3 separate regions of the Macaca mulatta genome follow, and all the other regions are linked to region 2. A link is a contact called in public Hi-C data. All regions are on one chromosome and are shown on one strand. Each heading gives the region's core, a stretch centred on a gene start, on an enhancer-like site or on the middle of the called end of the contact. The rest is flanking DNA. Distances are from core to core; before and after follow the strand shown.

Region 1 (2,700 bases), core at 18-2,517, 150 kb before region 2:
CATTAATTCTCAACAGTCTATTTCTGATGGAATGGAGTACAAAACTCAATTGGTATTTATGTATGGGTGAAAACATCCATAAATTTAGTCGATTCTTTTCTAAACTACTACTCAGCCTCAAAATCTCTTCGGAAGCAAGCTGCCCATAGGGGGGAAAAAACTGAAATGAGAAAAACTCATCTCCTTGTGTACGTCGAAGCAGAAAAGCTAGTTGACAGTAATGGTTTATAAATGTTGGCAGCTAGGATCCACTACCGTAAACAGGTTGCCTCGGTTACTATGTCACATTTCAAAGAACCTAGTTAACCACGGTAGTCTGGACTGTGGGAAACTACCAAATTATGTGTAACTTCCTATTTTTGTACCTTAAAAAGATTCCCTTTTACGAAAAAGCCCTTAACCTCATTATTTCCTTCTATCTGCAGCATTCCTGCCCTCCGCATATCCCTCACCGTGACATCCTCGTGGCTTATGAAGATGCCGTCTCCCACTCTGTACCCTTGTTTTAGCCGCTACACGGGCCTCTCTTCCCTCCCCTCCATTTCCCTAAACCTGCCTTGCCCCATAAAAACCATCCCGGTGAAGAAGGGTCTCCCCTACTTCCCAGCAAGGCGCACTTTCTCTTTTCTGCGGCAGAAAGATCTGGGCCTCCTGCACTTACTGCTTTTAGCCTCCTCAGGGGCAGAGGCTAGGGACGGGGACAGGGCCGGAGCCTGGGCCAGGGCAGGGGCTGGGGCTGGAGCCGAGGCCGGAGTCGGAGCCGAGTCCAGAGCCGAATCCGGGGCCGGAGCTGGGACCCCAGCCGAGTCCCGGGCCGGGGTCGGGACCTGGACCTGGACCTGGGCCACCTCCACCTCCTCCTTCTCCAGGGGCAGCAGCTCCTCCTCCGCCATATTCTCCATAGTTACCGCCTCCGTGCCAGGCCCGCCCGGGGACCCGGAGCGGGGCTCACGGCGGGGTCAGAGAACTGACGTGAGTGCCCACTGGGCTGGATCCAAGGAGTAGGGAAGCAAGTGGGGAGGGCGGGATGCGTGCAACAGACAAAAGATGAAGAACCAGTGACCAAATCCTGTTAGTAGAAAATAGCCACAGGGTGCGACTCCAGATGCCGTCCGCTTCCCTTTCCCCGAGGCGTTACCACGCCACCACAAACTGCGCAGAAGCGTACTGGGGACGGCGTCCAATTGGGTAAGAGGGTTCAGTTTCTACGGTGCGTCTCCTTCCCACCGGCCAACCCCCAGACCGAACAAAGACTACAGCACCCAGGGTACACTGCGCAGCCTGGGGCGGGGCCGACGAGCAAGCCTTGCAGGAAGTAAATGCAAATCTAAGCAAAAGCTGCGGAGCGGTGGGTAGACACGCTGGATCTGGGCGCAGAACTACGTTTCCCAGCGGGCATACAGTTGGTGGGGCGGGGTGTGTCGGGGGGTGGGGGTCCCTCTCCTTTGGCCTGGGGCTTCGGAGTCGCCACCGCAGCCGGCGCTGGTAAGGTAGGAACTGGGGGGGGCGGGGTACGTTGACGTTTTGCTGGGCAGGTTCCCGCTCGTCCCCCGCCCCAAGTATCCTGGCCGGCGGGCGGCCGGCCGGGCTGAGCACTCAGGAGTCACCCGGACCTGGGCGGGGCAACTCTATGGGCGGATCCGAGGACGTCTCAGCTCCGTGGAGGGTGTGGTTCTGGCCCGGCTTGCCTCCGGGGCTGCCCTTTGCCCAGTGTTGGGGTCTGGTCGGTTCGTGCGGAGCCCGCGGGCCGCGGCGGTTTACTAGCAGCTGACGAGCTTGCCCGTCCTTCCAGCTGACTTGGAGTTAGGGTCTGTTTTTCATTTCGCACCCTCATGTACACCGTGACCTGAACGCTCTTTTCCTTTGTTTTTATTTTTGCTTTAGTCTTCCTGTTGCCAATATCAGCAGTTCTGCGGTGTGACCAGTGGATAGAAATTAGTTGTTTTGCTCTATTTTGCTTTGTTTTCAGGCTTTTAGTAACCAGAGCTCTGAGTGGGTAGAGCTTCGGGTCATTTGATTTTGATGCGTCTCAGATCCCCAAAGCATATGCTAGTGAGTCCCCTGTCCCCCATACTTCTCTCTGCTTCACTCTTAGTGCCTACTTGACATTCGAGGCTGTCTCGTTCCTTTCTTCTGTCCCCCCGATAAATCCACTGGGACAGGAAGGAGAAAAACGTGAACTTTCTGGCTCCCCTGCTTGGGTTTGGTCCGAACCTTCTAGGCAGCAGGGCAGGAGAGGGAGCCCAATTTAGTCTCAAGAACAAGACGCGTGCTTGCAGTTAGCTTTTCTTAGTTAATGAAGTTGATAAACGCCAGTCTTCTTGGTCTATTTGTTACCTACTTGTTTCAGAACCCCGGGGAAGAGATAGCATCATTATTTGGCACTTGGAAGCACTAACTGGAAGTTAACTCCTCCCCCTGTAGTTTAAGAAGTATATATAATGGAGGGGTGTGTGTGTGCGTTTAACCTCTCGCCAGTTTAGTGGGAACAGATGATCCCCGTGAAGCTTCTGTGAGTTATAGGCCTAAATCCCTTTTACTGATCTTCCCGCACAGCTTTTATCTAGTATTCCTGAATGTATAGTTGACTCATGGCTCAACAGTCAATTAAAAACGGGATAACACTGACTATAACTTACGGATATGCTAACTATATCTGTGCATCATCCAATAATTCTTGTTCTCATTTCTTTCTTTTTT
Region 2 (2,700 bases), core at 50-2,549:
AAATGCGCCCTCTTGGACATCTGCATTTCTCCTTGAAATGTCAGCTGCCTCAAACCAATAGATACGTCCACTACGGACCGGGGCGGGGGGCGGGGGAAGTAAATGTAGTTCTCAACTAGTGGTTCAATTTACCCTAGGTTCAACCCTCAGCCTGATACCTTCCTATCTATCATCAAGAGCTTATAATCAGAGACACTTAACCAAAAGCGTGGAGGGACGGAAAAAGAGCAAATCTTGCCACTTATTTCTTTCATAAAAAAGAAAAAGCGTCCCAGGCCTTCCTCCGCGCGCGGTCAGGCCCGCGCCCACTCCGAAGGCTGCTAGGCGAGGCCCCCAGCGCCCGCACACCCCCGCCCGGGATTGGCCAGCCCTGCAGTCACTCAGTACCGACACGTCAGGGCAGCCGCTCCCTCCCTCCTCCCGCCCCCTTCTCCCCGCGCTTGGCAAGAAAAGCGGGCAACGTGGAGCGGGAACAAAGGACCCCGCGGCCCACGGCGATCGGGGACTCCGTGCCACCCTACTCCAGGCCCGGGGCTGGCTGCCCGCCCACACGCGCCAAGTCCTGGGAGCTCTTCCAGAAGAGAATCCCACACCCCAGGCAAACCCAAGGAGAGGCGTCCGCTCCTGACAGCAAGAACGGGGAGTCCCGCGCCCTCCTTCCGGCTGGTCATCCCCTCCCGGCGGCGCCCTAACCAGGCCTCCCAAAACCCTTCGAGCAAAAAACTCTCGTTCCTCCCAGCCTGCCTCCCCCGCGCCAGTGCAGAAAAGGGGTTCGAGCCTCCGCGCTCTCCGAGGCGGCCAGCGCCCGCTCTCGGCCGCCAACGCGACTCGGCAACCATGGCAGCGCTGGAGCGCCGGCCCAGCGCGGCGCGGGCTTCACGTCCCAGAGGGCGGCGGCGGCGGCGGCCGCCGCTTGGGGCTGCCTCCTCTGATGAGGACACCGCTTCCGCGCCTCCTACCCTCTTCCCATCCGCCGGCGCCATCCCCTCATCTCGGATTCTAGCCGCGCCCTGTCCCTCATCTGCCGTTCGTAGAACCAGCGCGTATTACCTGGTTCATCTCTGAAGAGATGGAAACATTCATCTCTAGAGCTTCGATGGGAAGCAGGAGGAAGCGGGCGGGAATCAGCCCAACGGAAGGCGCCAGGAGGCGGCGGAAGGGGGGAGCGGTCAAGTAGAAGGACAAGGGTCCAGTCCGTGGAGACTGAGAGGAGTGGGGAGCGCCACCGAGAACTCGCGGGAACTCGCTCGCTCGCCGACACAGCCGCGCCGAAGCAGCAGGCGCAGAAACTGCGCTCAGCAGCTCTGAGCGACCGACCTCCACGCGCCACCGGGAGACACTGCCTCTGCCGCCGCCGACCGCTCGCGCCGCACCCCCTTGCACGTCACCACGTGCGCCGCCGCCGCCAACCCCTCCCAGCCCGCTTCCGTCTCGAATCCATCTGCAAATCACAGGCGAGCCCCATAAAGATCCCGCTCTAGGCCCCGCCTCCGCCCGCGGCCCCGCCCACATCCCGCCCCGCCCTCCTCCCTCTTCGACTGGGGTTCCTTCTTTCTCGGTGCAACTAGGTCAGCGCAAGGTGATCTGAGGAGATAGGCGGCGCTCGGGGGGCGCCCTCGTTCTTTATCGCGCGTTTGTCCCTCCCTCCGTTTCTTGCCCCACACCCTCACTTCGTCCAGTGCGTTGCCTGTCCCGGAACTGGTTCCCTCCAGCCGCCCTCACCTGTTCTGACTTCCCCTCGAGGCACAATAGCCTGAAAGATCAGACGTGGGAGATTAGATTGCTCGGCGTCAGACCTACTTCTAGGCAACCCCCTAGACTGCAGCTGCTCGCCGTGGACATTAGGATCTAGCTGGGCATGAGTCCTTAACTTTGGGGTCGGGGGGAAGTGGCGTGTGCGGGGAGGAGGCTTGCAGAGTGTGAGAAAGAAAAGAGGCACTCTCAGAAGAAGTCGAACAACTAACCCCTCATTTGGCCTGGTTTGGGTGAGAAGATTGAGTCACTTGGGGAAAAAAACAATTGGAGAAGTCAGAGAAGGTATAATACTATCAGTGGTGCCACAAACACCAGTTTACTTCCAGTTTTCACCACCCCCCCGCCCCGGGTTTGTTTTGTCTGCGTGCAGCTCTCCTTTTGTTGGAGACGCTGAGTCAGTTCTCTACTGGTCTTGCCCTCTTCCGGAAAAACAAAACAGGCCTGAGAAGTGGTAGTTCCTATCCTAACCTCCTGGGGCCCTTTAGACCAGGTGCCAGACTTCATTATCCACACCACCACCTTGCCCAGGAGGGAGATCTGTGAAAGCGAAACGTGATTTAAGCTGGGATCTGGCAGCAACTTCGTGGACTCTGAAGGGCAGGCAGGAAAGGTTTTTTGATTGAAGGAGCGGGATGTAGTGAGGTAAAATTATATCCAAATTAGAGTTTGGTAAAGGCTTCCAGGTTAATGTCCTGTTACGCTTATCCTGATTTGTGGAGGACACTTAAGCTGTCTAGGCCTAACTTTGTGTTTGATCACTCACCTAAATTTGTAGACATTCTAGGAGCTCTTTGTCAATACCTCTTCCCGTTTTTATCTTTATTTATGCTTATGGAAGCAGGAAAAATAAATTTTGGGAGCCTTCATCTGCAATAGAAGGTTTACAACTTTTTATTCTAAAATCTTGAGGCAATGAGACTTATTCCCCGCCCCTTTTTTCCTCAC
Region 3 (2,700 bases), core at 13-2,512, 250 kb after region 2:
TTTATCTCTTTCTTCATTTTCTTTCTTTTCACCCACCTGCCTGCCCTTCCTTCCTTCCTTCCTTCTGCCTGCCTGCCTGCCTATCTGCCTGCCTTGCCCCTGCCATAATTCATACCTAACCTCACAGGCTCTTTCAGAGCTGTTAAGTAAAATTCTGTAAGTAAAAACTCTCTGTATAATTTTTTTTCACCTGCTGCTCAACCCACCTAGTGACCCAGAGCTCCAATTTCTCATAAGAGTTGCCACTACCTCTCTCGATTAAATTTCCAGGTTCATATTTTTGCACAATTGTTTTCTATAAACATGCATGAACACAAATAGGATTATTTATGAGATTTATTTCAGTCAAATTACTCTGATTCCAACCAATCTAAAGACATGTCCAACTTACCCATGGTTTTGGACAAGATGGGGTGGAGGGGACAGTAAACCATGTTTTTTATTATATCCTGTCTTTGACAGATATTAGGAGACTAGACCAGTATGGAGTGATATGACCTTATTAGTAATTTTTTCTTGGGATGCTTGTCATATTGTACAGAATCTCCTCTTGATCTTTCTAATTTTTTTGTAATCCATGCAAGCTGTACATTTCCTTGTAAAAAATTGATATTTGGGAAAATATTTTTATCCTGAGAAGTTCCCAGAAATAGAGATTTTTTTGAATCTTATGAGCTATGAGACATTTAACCAAAGAAAATTTTCAAAAACTATTTTAAATGGATACTCCATATATATTGTGCTTAATTTTTCAAGAGACATAGTATTAGGAGCACTTTTGACCAAATATCTGCTGTTCTGTTGATAACCTTGAAGCTGACCTCTTTCCTATTAAATAATTAGCATTTGGAACTTTTATATGGATAAATAAAACTGCAGTGTCACTTTCCATTTAAGCAATATTTTTCATTTCTTTGGCACTTCTAGCCACTCTTTTTTTTTTTTTTTTAACTTGTGTCCTTGAGGTAGTCATTCATTTTGGATCTTAAATATCAAGATTTCAGCATTTGTCCTTTTAGAGACTGTGTCATAAGGCTGAACTCTAACACTTGAAAATTATTAGAGTTTACCACTTTACAGCTGTTCTGATAGTTCATCACTGCTTGGCTTTCAGCTTGCTCTATAAATTCAGGTATTTAATACCTGACTCTGAACAAAACTGTTTTGAAGTGTTTTAGCAACCAAACAAGCCATGCAATGAGAAAGAGATGCAGACGACTCGCTTGTGGTTATGGTTGTCAAGGAAACCATTTCCGTATATAGTGTTTGACAACAGCCATGTTTTTTTAAAGGCCATAAAAACAAAGCTTGTCCAGAAGCATGAAGAAGAAAGCATACAAAGAAATAAGCCACAGCCAACTAGAAGTTATGAGAATGCATTAGATGCAAAATGCTAGATATCAATTGATGAGATATTTTGTAACATAGAAATAAAACTCAAGAGGGATAACATGTTGAAAAGTGTGGCAGCAAAATGCCCTTGTTGAAGCGAGGTCAAAGTCTCAGTATGTTCTCAAAATATACTGTGTGCATTTTTAGAGGAATTGTTTAATTAAACAAACAGCTTCATCTTTGCCATACACAAACTCATGGAATGGAATTTAAACAGCTTTGATAACATAATCAGTGGGAGGTTTGAATATATTGCCCAGCAATAGACTACACTGCTAGAGCTACAAAAGCTGAAGGAAATGGAGAGCTCATTTGGTAGTTTTGTCTAGTTTATGCTACGTTTCGCTTTAAAAGAGGAATGAACTGTGGTGCATAGTGATGCTGAAGATCTTTATGGAGGAAAAAAGATCCTAAAATGTTGATTATGGATAAAGTCTATTTTGAATGCTCTTTCTCAAGGTCTATACATATAGAGGAAAACCCCAAGGAGGAAAAGATGGCTGGGCATGGTGACTCATGCCTGTAATCCCATCACCTGGGGAGGCTGAGGCAGCAGATCATTTGAGGTCAGAAGCTCAAGACCAGCCTGGAGAACATGGTGAAACCCTCTCTCTACTAAAAAAAAAAAATAGCTGGGCATGAGCTATTATGGGTGCATGCCCATAATCCCAGCTACTCAGGAGGCTGAGGCAGGAGAATCACTTCAACCTGGGAGGTGGAGGTTACAGTGAGCCAAGACCATGTCACTGCACTCCAGCCTGGGCAAGATGGTGCATGCCCATAATCCCAGCTACTCAGGAGGCTGAGGCAGGAGAATCACTTCAACCTGGGAGGTGGAGGTTACAGTGAGCCAAGACCATGTCACTGCACTCCAGCCTGGGCAACAGAGTGAGACTCTGTCTCAAAAAAAAAAAAAAAAAAAAAAGTAAAAAGTAAAGAAAGAAAAGAAAAAAGAAAAAATGATGTTGGTTTGACATTGCAGCTTTTATTCTAAAATATGGATTCCCATTCATAAAATGTGAAACATAAAGCACGAAAGATGCGGCAAAAGTGGAACTGTAAGGTGCATGATTCTATACAGAAAGGGGTAAATGGAGCCTACTCTGAAACTATCCAACCTACAAAAAAAAAAAGGTGGTTTAAAAGATATATGATTTGACATGTTGGAAATCAGAAGAAAGTCCAATGAAAAGACATAATTTCTGAATAGATTCTAATATCTAAAAGAAATGGTTTCGTTCTTGCTTGAGCAATTTCTTATTTCGTAAACTATTAGTGTAATTATTTGTGTAAGCAAAAAAATTGATT

The links. Hi-C and Micro-C count contacts between places; a contact is called where the count stands out from the background.
Region 1: a contact with region 2 is called in a Hi-C map of fetal cortical plate, with 3 times the contacts expected there. The contact joins the promoter of SWT1 here to the promoter of IVNS1ABP in region 2. A contact is called at or near these places in 2 of 14 Hi-C or Micro-C datasets (fetal cortex germinal zone and fetal cortical plate).
Region 3: a contact with region 2 is called in a Hi-C map of CD4 T cells, with 2.8 times the contacts expected there. The contact joins the enhancer-like site here to the promoter of IVNS1ABP in region 2. A contact is called at or near these places in 2 of 14 Hi-C or Micro-C datasets (CD4 T cells and liver).

What each region holds. Positions count from the first base shown.
Region 1 is chr1:42,615,096-42,617,795 of T2T-MMU8v2.0, forward strand. It overlaps SWT1 (SWT1 RNA endoribonuclease homolog), which reads left to right and starts at 1,268. Exons shown (of 19, transcript XM_028851396.2): 1 at 1,268-1,348. It overlaps TRMT1L (tRNA methyltransferase 1 like), which reads right to left and starts at 1,115. Exons shown (of 15, transcript NM_001260768.1): 1 at 662-1,115. The coding sequence starts at 902.
Region 2 is chr1:42,767,703-42,770,402 of T2T-MMU8v2.0, forward strand. It overlaps IVNS1ABP (influenza virus NS1A binding protein), which reads right to left and starts at 1,300. Exons shown (of 15, transcript NM_001265910.1): 1 at 1,051-1,300.
Region 3 is chr1:43,015,154-43,017,853 of T2T-MMU8v2.0, forward strand. All of the region lies in intron 2 of LOC144340793 (a long non-coding RNA gene), which reads right to left. Among named protein-coding and RNA genes, the nearest start is that of HMCN1, 160 kb to the right of the region's middle. Within about 2 kb of position 1,263, at least 12 of the 40 cell types and tissues checked have an H3K27ac peak or open chromatin away from gene starts, as enhancers often do. A contact at or near this core is called in CD4 T cells, where this site is marked.